Linked DNA regions of Sus scrofa: region 1 is linked to region 2. The links are chromatin contacts, called in public promoter capture Hi-C maps. All regions are on one chromosome and are shown on one strand. The core of a region is the stretch at or near the end of the contact, and the rest is flanking DNA. Distances in the headings are between cores, read along the strand shown. Region 1 holds the start of TIGAR (fructose-2,6-bisphosphatase TIGAR). Region 2 holds the start of C5H12orf4 (chromosome 5 open reading frame, human C12orf4).

The links. Promoter capture Hi-C pulls out the DNA fragments that hold promoters and counts their contacts.
Region 1: a promoter capture Hi-C map of liver shows a contact between it and region 2, with 2.5 times the contacts expected there. The contact joins the promoter of TIGAR here to the promoter of C5H12orf4 in region 2. A contact is called at or near these places in 1 of 5 promoter capture datasets (liver) and 1 of 47 Hi-C or Micro-C datasets (liver).

The regions. Positions count from the first base shown.
Region 1 is chr5:66,066,225-66,070,703 of Sscrofa11.1, reverse strand. TIGAR (fructose-2,6-bisphosphatase TIGAR) reads left to right here and starts at 3,133. Exons shown (of 6, transcript XM_005655710.3): 1 at 3,133-3,506. The coding sequence starts at 3,475.
Region 2 is chr5:65,896,109-65,900,930 of Sscrofa11.1, reverse strand. It overlaps C5H12orf4 (chromosome 5 open reading frame, human C12orf4), which reads right to left and starts at 3,406. Exons shown (of 14, transcript NM_001243413.1): 1 at 3,341-3,406. It overlaps RAD51AP1 (RAD51-associated protein 1), which reads left to right and starts at 3,721. Exons shown (of 9, transcript XM_001926380.4): 1 at 3,721-3,891. The coding sequence starts at 3,875.

The sequences.
Region 1 (4,479 bases), core at 1,884-4,383, 170 kb before region 2:
AGCAAATGAACAAATATAACAATAGGAACAGAAACATAGATACAGAGAACACACCGGTGGTTGCTAGAGGTCGAGGAGGTTGGTGGGGGAGAGGAAAGAAAGAGGTGAGGGAGATTAAAAGGGACAAAGTTCCCATTGCAAAATAAATGTGCTCGGGCTGTGAAATGGACAGTGTGGGGAATGTAGGGGACACATTCTAACAGCTTATGGTGGTGATTCTCTTGAAGTGTATAGAAGTACTGAAGCACTATGTTGTGTAACAGGAAATAACTAGGAATATACTTCAAAAACAAACAAACATACTCACAGAAAAAAAAAAAGATGAGATTCTTCGTGGTGATTGGATGAAGGCAGTCCAACGGTAGACAATTTTAGTTATAAGATAAATAACTACCAGGCATGTAATGTACACCAGGTAAAGATAATCCACATGGCTGTGTGTCACGTAGGACTGTTAAGAGAGTAAATTCTGAGTTCTCATCACAAGGAAAACATTTTTTTTTCTATTTCATTAATTTTATGTCCAGGAGATGAGGGATAATCACTAAACTTTTCATGAGAGTCATTTCATGACGCTTATAAGGCAAATCAGGATGTTGTACACCCTAAACATAACACAGGGCGGCATGTCAATTACATCTCCATAAAACTGGGAGGAAAAAAAGAGTGGCGATCCGGGGCTAGGTGCAGGCTGGAGACACAAAATCTACACACAGGATAAGATCACCTGAGACTGCACGGGGGAGGGGAGAAGAGGACCAAGGGCAGAATCCTGGGACAGTTCAACAGGCACTGTATGTAGAATGTTGCCCACGCACTCAACAGTCACATGTTCCCCACATTTCCCATCGCCTCTGCATTTAGGAGGTCACATGAGCTGCTCTGGACAGTAAATGGAAGTATCCAAGGACCAGTTCAGGAGCCTCAATTTCTCATTTCCTGCCCTAGTTACCATGAACCTGCGTGCTCAAGTCATTGTTAACTGTTAACTCCAGTTCCTGAGGGACTCTATGGAGTAAAGCCCCTTTCTGGTCCATGTCAGGCACGTAGCATGAGCGAGAAATAAACTTTTATGTGGTAAGCCACGGAAATTCAGGGTTAATTTGTTACTTCAGCATAAAGTGGCCTATCCTGGCTAGTTGAGAATTCCATCACCTGAGAGGCCACAACAAAACATCCTTGTTCATCACAATTAAAAAAAAAAAAAAAAGGCATATGTGATTTGATACATTGTTCACAAAAGTATATCAGTGGTTCCTTCTAGCTTCTATCTTAACAAAAGAGGTTTGGTTTTTTGTTTTGTTTTGTTTTGTTTTTTGTGGTTTTGCCATTTCTTGGGCCGCTCCCGTGGCATATGGAGATTCCCAGGCTAGGGGTCCAATCGCAGCTGTAGCCGCCGGCCTACACCAGAGCCACAGCAACACGGGATCCGAGCTGAGTCGGCAACCTACACCACAGCTCATGGCAACGCTGGATCCTTAACCCACTGAGCAAGGCCAGGGATCGAACCCGCAACCTCATGGGTCCTAGTTGGATTCTTTAACCATTGAGCCACAACGGAAACTCCTATCTTAACAAAGTTTAAATGCATTAACTCCTTGTTCATTTTATAAGCTGATGGGTAATCTCTGAACTGCTGAATGGATAATGCAGAATAATGTCCATTCTTTCAAAGATCCTCATTACTCAATTTTTTCCTGATTCTTAAAGTTCAAAAACAATGTTTTTATACATAGGTCTTAGTTAATTAAAAAATTAACATTGGAACTTTATAATTTTCTAAATTTCTCTGAAAAAAACCTCTCTCCTATTATGTTAGCTATTCCCTAGCCTGGGGACTTCCATTTGCCACCTGTGCAGCCCTAAAAAGAAAAAAACAAAATTTCTGATGCCGGAGATCCCCCTGCAGCACAGTGGGTTAAGTACCCAGCTGCAGTGGCTTGGGTCACTTCAGAGGCACAGGTTTGATCCTCAGCGCTGCCCAAAGGGTTTTAGGATTCAGCGTTGTCCCAGCTGTGGTGTAAGTTGCAGCTGGAACTTGGATTCAATCCCTGGCCTAAGAACTTCCATGTGCCACGAGTGTGGCAATTAAGAGAAAAAATTATTATGCTTGGGCTCCTCCCACAGTGGTTCTGATTTAATTTTTCTGGGCTGCAGCCTGTCATTCAGAAGAGCCTTGATGAATCCAGTAATACAGGCAGGTTTGAGAATCTCTGAAGTAGTCCTAGTCACTACTGACCAGCTGTGAACCTGGACACATTGCTTAGTTTCTCTCTAGGTTTGATTTCTCATCTAAGTAAAGATACCTTGTATATTTGAGTTGTTCTGAGGGCCAAATGTGATTACCCACAGGAAACCCTTTTGAATTCCTGGGCAGCAGTTAAGTTCTCTAAACTCATTTTCTCTTCCATAATTGGGTATTCAAGGAAACAAACGCATCGTCAAATATAAGAATACAGCAAAAATGCATGGAAGACAAGGTAAAGCTGACATTACCTATCCCTTTCATGGCTAGGTACTTTATCCCATTGTATCTTCTGTGTAAAGTAGGATGAGGAAGGTGAAGTAACTCTCTCATCGTTAAAAGAGAAAATTATTCACCAGATTCTCTTCAAAAAACAACGTGGAAGACGTTACTCCAGACTGTTGCGATGGGGTAGAGATGCTGAATTCAACTGTGAACACGACAGGAATCAATGGAGATTTGTAGTCAGGGGGCAGGTTGAGGCTCAGGATTGGAAAAATGACCCAGAGAAACTCGGTGAGATATTAAAGGCAGGAAGAGGAGCTTGAGACCAAGGAGAGGACTCTTTGGTAAAATCGGTGTCGGTAGGTAGGCAAAGCACTTGGCCTAGTCTAGACGAGGGCGCAAAAGGGCCAGACTAGATTCGCTCCCGGAGCGGGTCACTTCAGGAGTTGAGGGCCGAAGGCGGGTGGGTCTCAGCGCGTAGACCTTGCTGACTCTACACCTCCAGTGCCGAGGGCTAACACAAAATCTCGCAGGACCGAACGTGTCTGGCGCTGTACACCCACGAAACAAGACTGCTGGCTGCACTCCAGCCTCAAATCAGACCCACCCCAGATCCCAGCAGCAGCTCCCTTATCTGCACCGAGACTCCGCTACCTTGATTTGCCCAAGCACGACCCGCCTCCCCGCCCCTGGGGCGGGGCCTCACGCACCTGCCTCGCACCAATCACGGGCCGGCGCGCGGGAGCGCACGCGCCGGAGACCTGGACGGTGCCGCGCAGCGCAACACTCTCAGCGACCTGCCGGCCTCCCACAGTCCTGATTGGCCATCCGGGAGTGACGTAACGGCCTCCTCGGCCTATAGCAACGGAGCCGACTGGCGGCGGGGTGCGGAAGCGGTGGCGTGGTGGGCGCAGTGCCGGTCTGCGGCGCTGGTGCCGGGTAAGGGGTGCGGGCTGCGGGGTGCAGATGCGGAAGTTGCTTCGCTTCTTGCCGGCTTCGGAGGAATGACGCGCTTCGCTCTGACCTTGGTCCGGCAGTGAGTATGGCTGGCGGGGGCTGCTCTCTCCCTTCTGCGGACTGTTGCGGGCTGGGCGGGGGGACCGAGGATCTGCCACACTGTCCCGCCCTGTCCTTCAGGCTTACTATCCACCCCCGCCCCCGCCCCAGGCTCGGCTTGACCTGGCGGTTTTCTAGGTGTTTCCGCTGAGTTACTTTCTGGGCCCTCCAGCCCCAGCGACGTCTAGCGGGACGCCGGGTGTCAGATGTCACCCTGTTAGATAAGGACTGAGAAGTCTGTAGGGGTGAGTGGTCAAGGTCACCCGCCACCCGGTGGCAGCTGAAGCGGAAGAGACAGCCCTGTGCCAGCGCTTCCCTGGCCCTGTGTTGGCCCCAGCCTGTCCCCTTAAGGTCTGCAGAGGGGCTGGTGCAGGCTGATGTTGCTTTGCGCCCGCCCCGTCTTGTCCCCTCAGTCCCCTTGGCTCGCGTCTGAGTTTCATTTCTAACCCGCAGAGCTGACGTAGCTGGGAGAGGGCTGGGGAGGGCCATGCCCTGGTGTCGGCGGCCTGCATCACCCCGAACAAATACTTTTATCATAACGTTACATGGAGCTAGATGCCGAGATATCTTCACGTCTCTTCCTTTTTCCTTCTCAATGCTTATTTGCCCAGTGTTAACAGAAAGTGAAATTCAGGGTGGTCAGGAGCACATGCAAGATAGACATGGGTTAAGATTCTGGGCTCCAGCTAGGAGCCTTGTAACCTGGGCTTCCTTTAACCGGCTTAATCTTTACGACCTCAGTTTTCTGATGTTTAAAATGGGGGTAGTGATAGGGCCCACTTTCCTGGGTTAGCGTGACGATTAAATGGCAGAAAGGTAAAGTGAATAGCATAATGGAGGAGGAGAAATATATCGGAGATGAAATAACTTTTATTTCTGAAGGGAGGGCTCTAGTACAAATGCACTTAATCCTCTAATAGGTATGTGTGGTTTAATGGAAGCAGCATTCTGAG
Region 2 (4,822 bases), core at 2,157-4,656:
GTTTATCCCTGCATTTTCACCTTTGTGAAAAAAACAAAGTGCTTCTTCTTCTTCTTTTTTTTTTTTTTTGTGTCTTTTTGCCATTTCTTGGGCCGCTCCTGCGGCATATGGAGGTTCCCAGGCTAGGGGTCGAATCGGAGCTGTAGCCACTGGCCTATGCCAGAGCCACAGCAACGCGGGATCCGAGCCGCGTCTGCAACCTACACCACAGCTCACGGCAACGCCAGATCCCCAACCCACTGAGCAAGGGCAGGGATCAGGGCAGGGATCGAACCCGCAACCTCATGGTTCCTAGTTGGATTCGTTAACCACTGTGCCAGACGGGAACTCCTCTTCTTTTTTTTTTTTTTTTTTTTTTTTTTGTCTTTTTGCCATTTCTTGGGCCGCTCCCATGGCATATGGAGGTTCCCAGGCTAGGGGTCGAATCGGAGCTGTAGCTGCCAGCCTACACCAGAGCCACAGCAACGCGGGATCCGACCTGCGTCTGTGACCTACACCACAGCTCACGGCAACGCCGGATCGTTAACCCACTGAGCAAGGGCAGGGATCGACCCTGCAACCTCATGGTTCCTAGTCAGATTCGTTAACCACTGCGCCACGACGGGAACTCCCTCTTCTTTTTTTTTTTAATGAAGTTTCTTTTAAACTCTATTTAAGGAGTCTTTTGTGGCAAAGGATCCAGCATTGTCACTGCAGCGTCTTGGGTCACCACTCCTGGCCTAGAAAGTTCCACATGCTGAGGGTGCAGTCAAAAATAAATAAACTTAATTTAGGAAAAAATTATGCCCATAAAGTACTCAGCTTTCCCAGGCAGAGTTCTCAAGAATAGGTAAGGAACATGGAAAGAGTAGAGGACTCTTAGGAAGAGACGCATGGTGGCCGGATATAGTTCGTGCAATAGTTGGTAAATGCCAAGTCAACGAAACAGACTGAGGACCAACAAGTTATCTTGAAGATCTTAGATGCTGTGGGTAGGAGATCTTATTGAGAGTGGAGGGAAGGGAGATGGTGCTGGAAAGATTTCCCTATGGGAAGAAGATACACAGAAACAGGGCAGCCCACAAGGCAAACTGGAAAACTATTTGGAAAGAAGGAAATTTGGTCAAAGAGAATACATCAATTGAAGATTTATATATTAATTTCCTAACTGGACTCTTGTCTCTAATCATTTCCCGCATCAAATCAGTTCTAACGCTATTCTCTACACTGTAGTCATAGAAATCTGTGTGTGTTCATAATATAATTTTATTTTTTAATTATTTCCCCAATACAATTTTTTCCTACTGTACAGCATGGTGACCCAGTTACACACACATGTACACATTCTATTTTCTCACATTATCATGCTCCATGATAAGTGACTAGACATAGTTCCCAGCGCTACAGAGCGGGATCTCATTGCTAATCCATTCCAAAGGTAATAGCTTGCATCTATTAACCCTAAACTCCCAATCCACCCCGCTCCCTCCCCCCAACCTCCTGGCAACCACAAGTCTATTCTCCAAGTCCATGATTTTCTTTTCTGTGGAAAGGTTCATTTGTGCCGTATATTAGATTACATATATAAGTGATATCATACAGTACTTGTCTTTCTCTTTCTGACTTACTTCACAGAACTAGAACAAACAATCCCAAAATTTATATGGAACCACAAAAGACCCAGAATCACCAAAGCAATTCTGAGGAACAAAAACCAAGCAGGAAGCATAAATCTCCCAAACTTCAGGCAACATTACAAAGCCACAGTCATCAAGGCAGTGTGGTACTGGTATCAAAACAGACATACAAACCAGTGGAACAGAATAGAGAACCCAGAAAGAAACCCAGACACCTATGGTCAGTTAATCTTTGACAAAGGAGGCAAGAACATTAAATGGGAAAAAGACAGTCTATTCAGCAAGCATTGCTGGGAAACCTGGACAGCTGCATGTAAAGCAATGAAACTAGAACACACCCTCACGGCTTGCACAAAAATAAACTCAAAATGGCTGAAAGACTTAAATATAAGACAAGACACCATCAAACTCCTGGAAGATAACATAGGCAAAACATTCTCTGACATCAACCTTATGAATATTTTCTCAGGTTAGTTTCCCAAAGCAACAGAAATAAAAGCAAAAATAAACCAATGGGGGAGTTCCCGTGGTGGCGCAGTGGTTAACGAATCTGACTGGGAACCATGAGGTTGCAGGTTCGATCCCTGCCCTTGCTCAGTGGGTTAACAATCTGGCGTTGCCGTGAGCTGTGGTGTAGGTCGCAAACGCGTTTCGGATCCTGTGCTGCTGTGGCTCTGGCGTAGGCCCCTAGCCTGGGAACCTTCATATGTTGCAGGAGCGGCCCAAGAAATGGCAAAAAGACAAAATAAATAAATAAAATAAACCAATGGGACCTAATCAAACTGACAAGCTTTTGCACAGCAAAGGAAACCAAAAAGAAAACAAAAAGACAATTTATATAGTAATCTTTTAAAAATGCCTACCAGAACATGTTGCTCATCTGCTTTAAATCCGTCTATGACTCTCCATTGCTGTTAGGATACAATTCAAACTCCTTAACGTAGTTTACTCTGCCTCTGCTTATACTCCAGACTCTTCTTTCAGCACCTGCACCTCCTCTTCGCAACACAAATTCAGACTTTACTTTTCAACCTATACTGAAAATTTTTCAATACCGAACCTCTCTTGCCACTCCCTACCTTTCAGAACGCTTTTCCTATGCCTAGGGCACTCTTACTGCTCTTTTTCCCATGCCACGTCTCAGCATGGATAGGCCCCAGAAAGCCTTTTAACTTGTAGGACCGTCATTAGGCTTAACCAAATAATAAATACGAAGCATCTGACAAACATAAGATGACAAATAACTAGAAGCTAGTAAAAGTAATAAATAATAATAGAAAGAAGCTGTAAGAATATATCAGAGAAAAAACCCGAGCTGCTAACTGAATACACATGATGCAGGCAAAGGAACATCTTGCACGGAATTGAAGACTACGGAAATAACGGGTTTATAGTCTAATCTTGTTTAGGGTCAATATTTTCAGTAAACAAAAACCATTAATTATGGTTTCAACTGGTGCAACCTTTAGGCTTACTATGTTTCAACAAATTAATACTTTAGTTCCCTCTCCCCGATTTGTTATTATTAACAGAGCTGAAATCAAATGTGAGAAGGGCCGGACCAAACTCACTCCGCCAATTGAGTGGAGGTTCTGAGGTTTAAATAAGCCAGGAAAGGGAGGGCAGACTGTCTCGGCGAGAAGCCCCAGCCGAGGGAGGGGAACAGCCCCCCTGTTAAAGGGTTTCGGTTTTAAGTGCCTTCCTCGCTCCCGCCGCGGGCTCACCTCTCCCAGTCCTACAGGCCCCAGCGGTCCTCTCACTTCTCGCTGTCAATGAGCCTTGGCGCAGAATTGGTCAGCTGACTACAGCCTGATTTTTCACAGCTGGAAGATCCGTTTCAGCAGATTCGTTTAATCTTTTCCTCTTTCCTGGCATCCCATGGAAAATTTATGGCTCTATATGTCCTGTCGTTCCATACTGCCCTTAATGTAATAATTTAAAAAGTGTAGGAAGGTGTATTTCTACTGTTATTTTACACTTGAGGGACGACGCTGAAGCCACTGTTGTGACGAAAGTGCAGTGGCGAAACAAGAACTCGACTCTGGTGAACCGGATGCGGAAAGGCGGTGCCTCGGGAGGGCGTGAACTAACGCGCGCTTTTCAGAGCGCATGCGCGGCAACCGGGATGGCCGGTGAGGATTGGAGGGCTGACGGCCGGGCGGAGCGCTGTGGATTTGGTTTTAGGCGGGAATTGGAACTGCAGCGGCAGATGCCAGCAGGAGTCTAAGAAGTGCATATTTCCTACCTTGGAGGAGACCATGGTGCGGCCTGCGAGGTGAGTAGTTCGTGGTATCCGGGCGGGATGGGGTGGAAGGGCGGGAGGTCGCTGCAGGCCGCGTCTGCTGCACAGGATGGAGGAGTAGGCCAGAGGACCAGGATAGCGATGGCGGGGCGGGGTGGACAGTCACTGGGAGACGCGCCAGCCCCCAGTGAGAGCCTCCCACTCCTCTGAAGGGCCCTATCATCCTGGCTGTTTCCGTCTCTTGCCTCCCTCGGCAGTTACTGCCCTTTCTTTTATCCATCTCGTTCAAATAAGACCTGCTTACATTGCTCTGCGTTTCACCGAGCTCCTGCTTATGTGTTACTTCATTTATTCATCTCTATACTTCTTTGATATAGAAAGTTTAGGTCTCCCCATTTTATCATTTTTACGCTAGGCATAAAAGCCAGGTTACCTGAGTCACAGAGCTAGTAAGTCAGTTGGCGCCGGCTCCTCTGCGTTTTCCATTAAATGTACTCTTTGAAACTGTTCCTCTCCTTAACCACAGTCGAGTGCCATGGCGACTTAGGGTCGGCTATTCATTTAGTAGTTTTGGATGTATTTACTTCTGTACTGTGCTAGGTGCTGGAGGTTGCATTCTAGTCAAGGGATGAGTTTAGGGGACTGAAAATAAACATCACAACGTGAGACAGAGTGAGAAGGAAGAAAGCCCTACTTCAATTAGTTAAAATTCTGTTGAAATGTGGCTAATTTATAATGTTTTGTTTCTGATGTACAGCAAAATGATTCAGTTATATATATGTATATGATATGTATCTCATATATTTGTTTTTATGTTCTTTACTATAGTTTATTATGGAATGTTGAATATAGTTCCCTGTGCAGTAGGACCTTGTTGTTTATCCATTCTATATATAATAGTTTGCATCTGTTAATCCCTAACTCCTTATTTATCTCTTCCCCACCTCCTTTCCCCTTTGGTAAC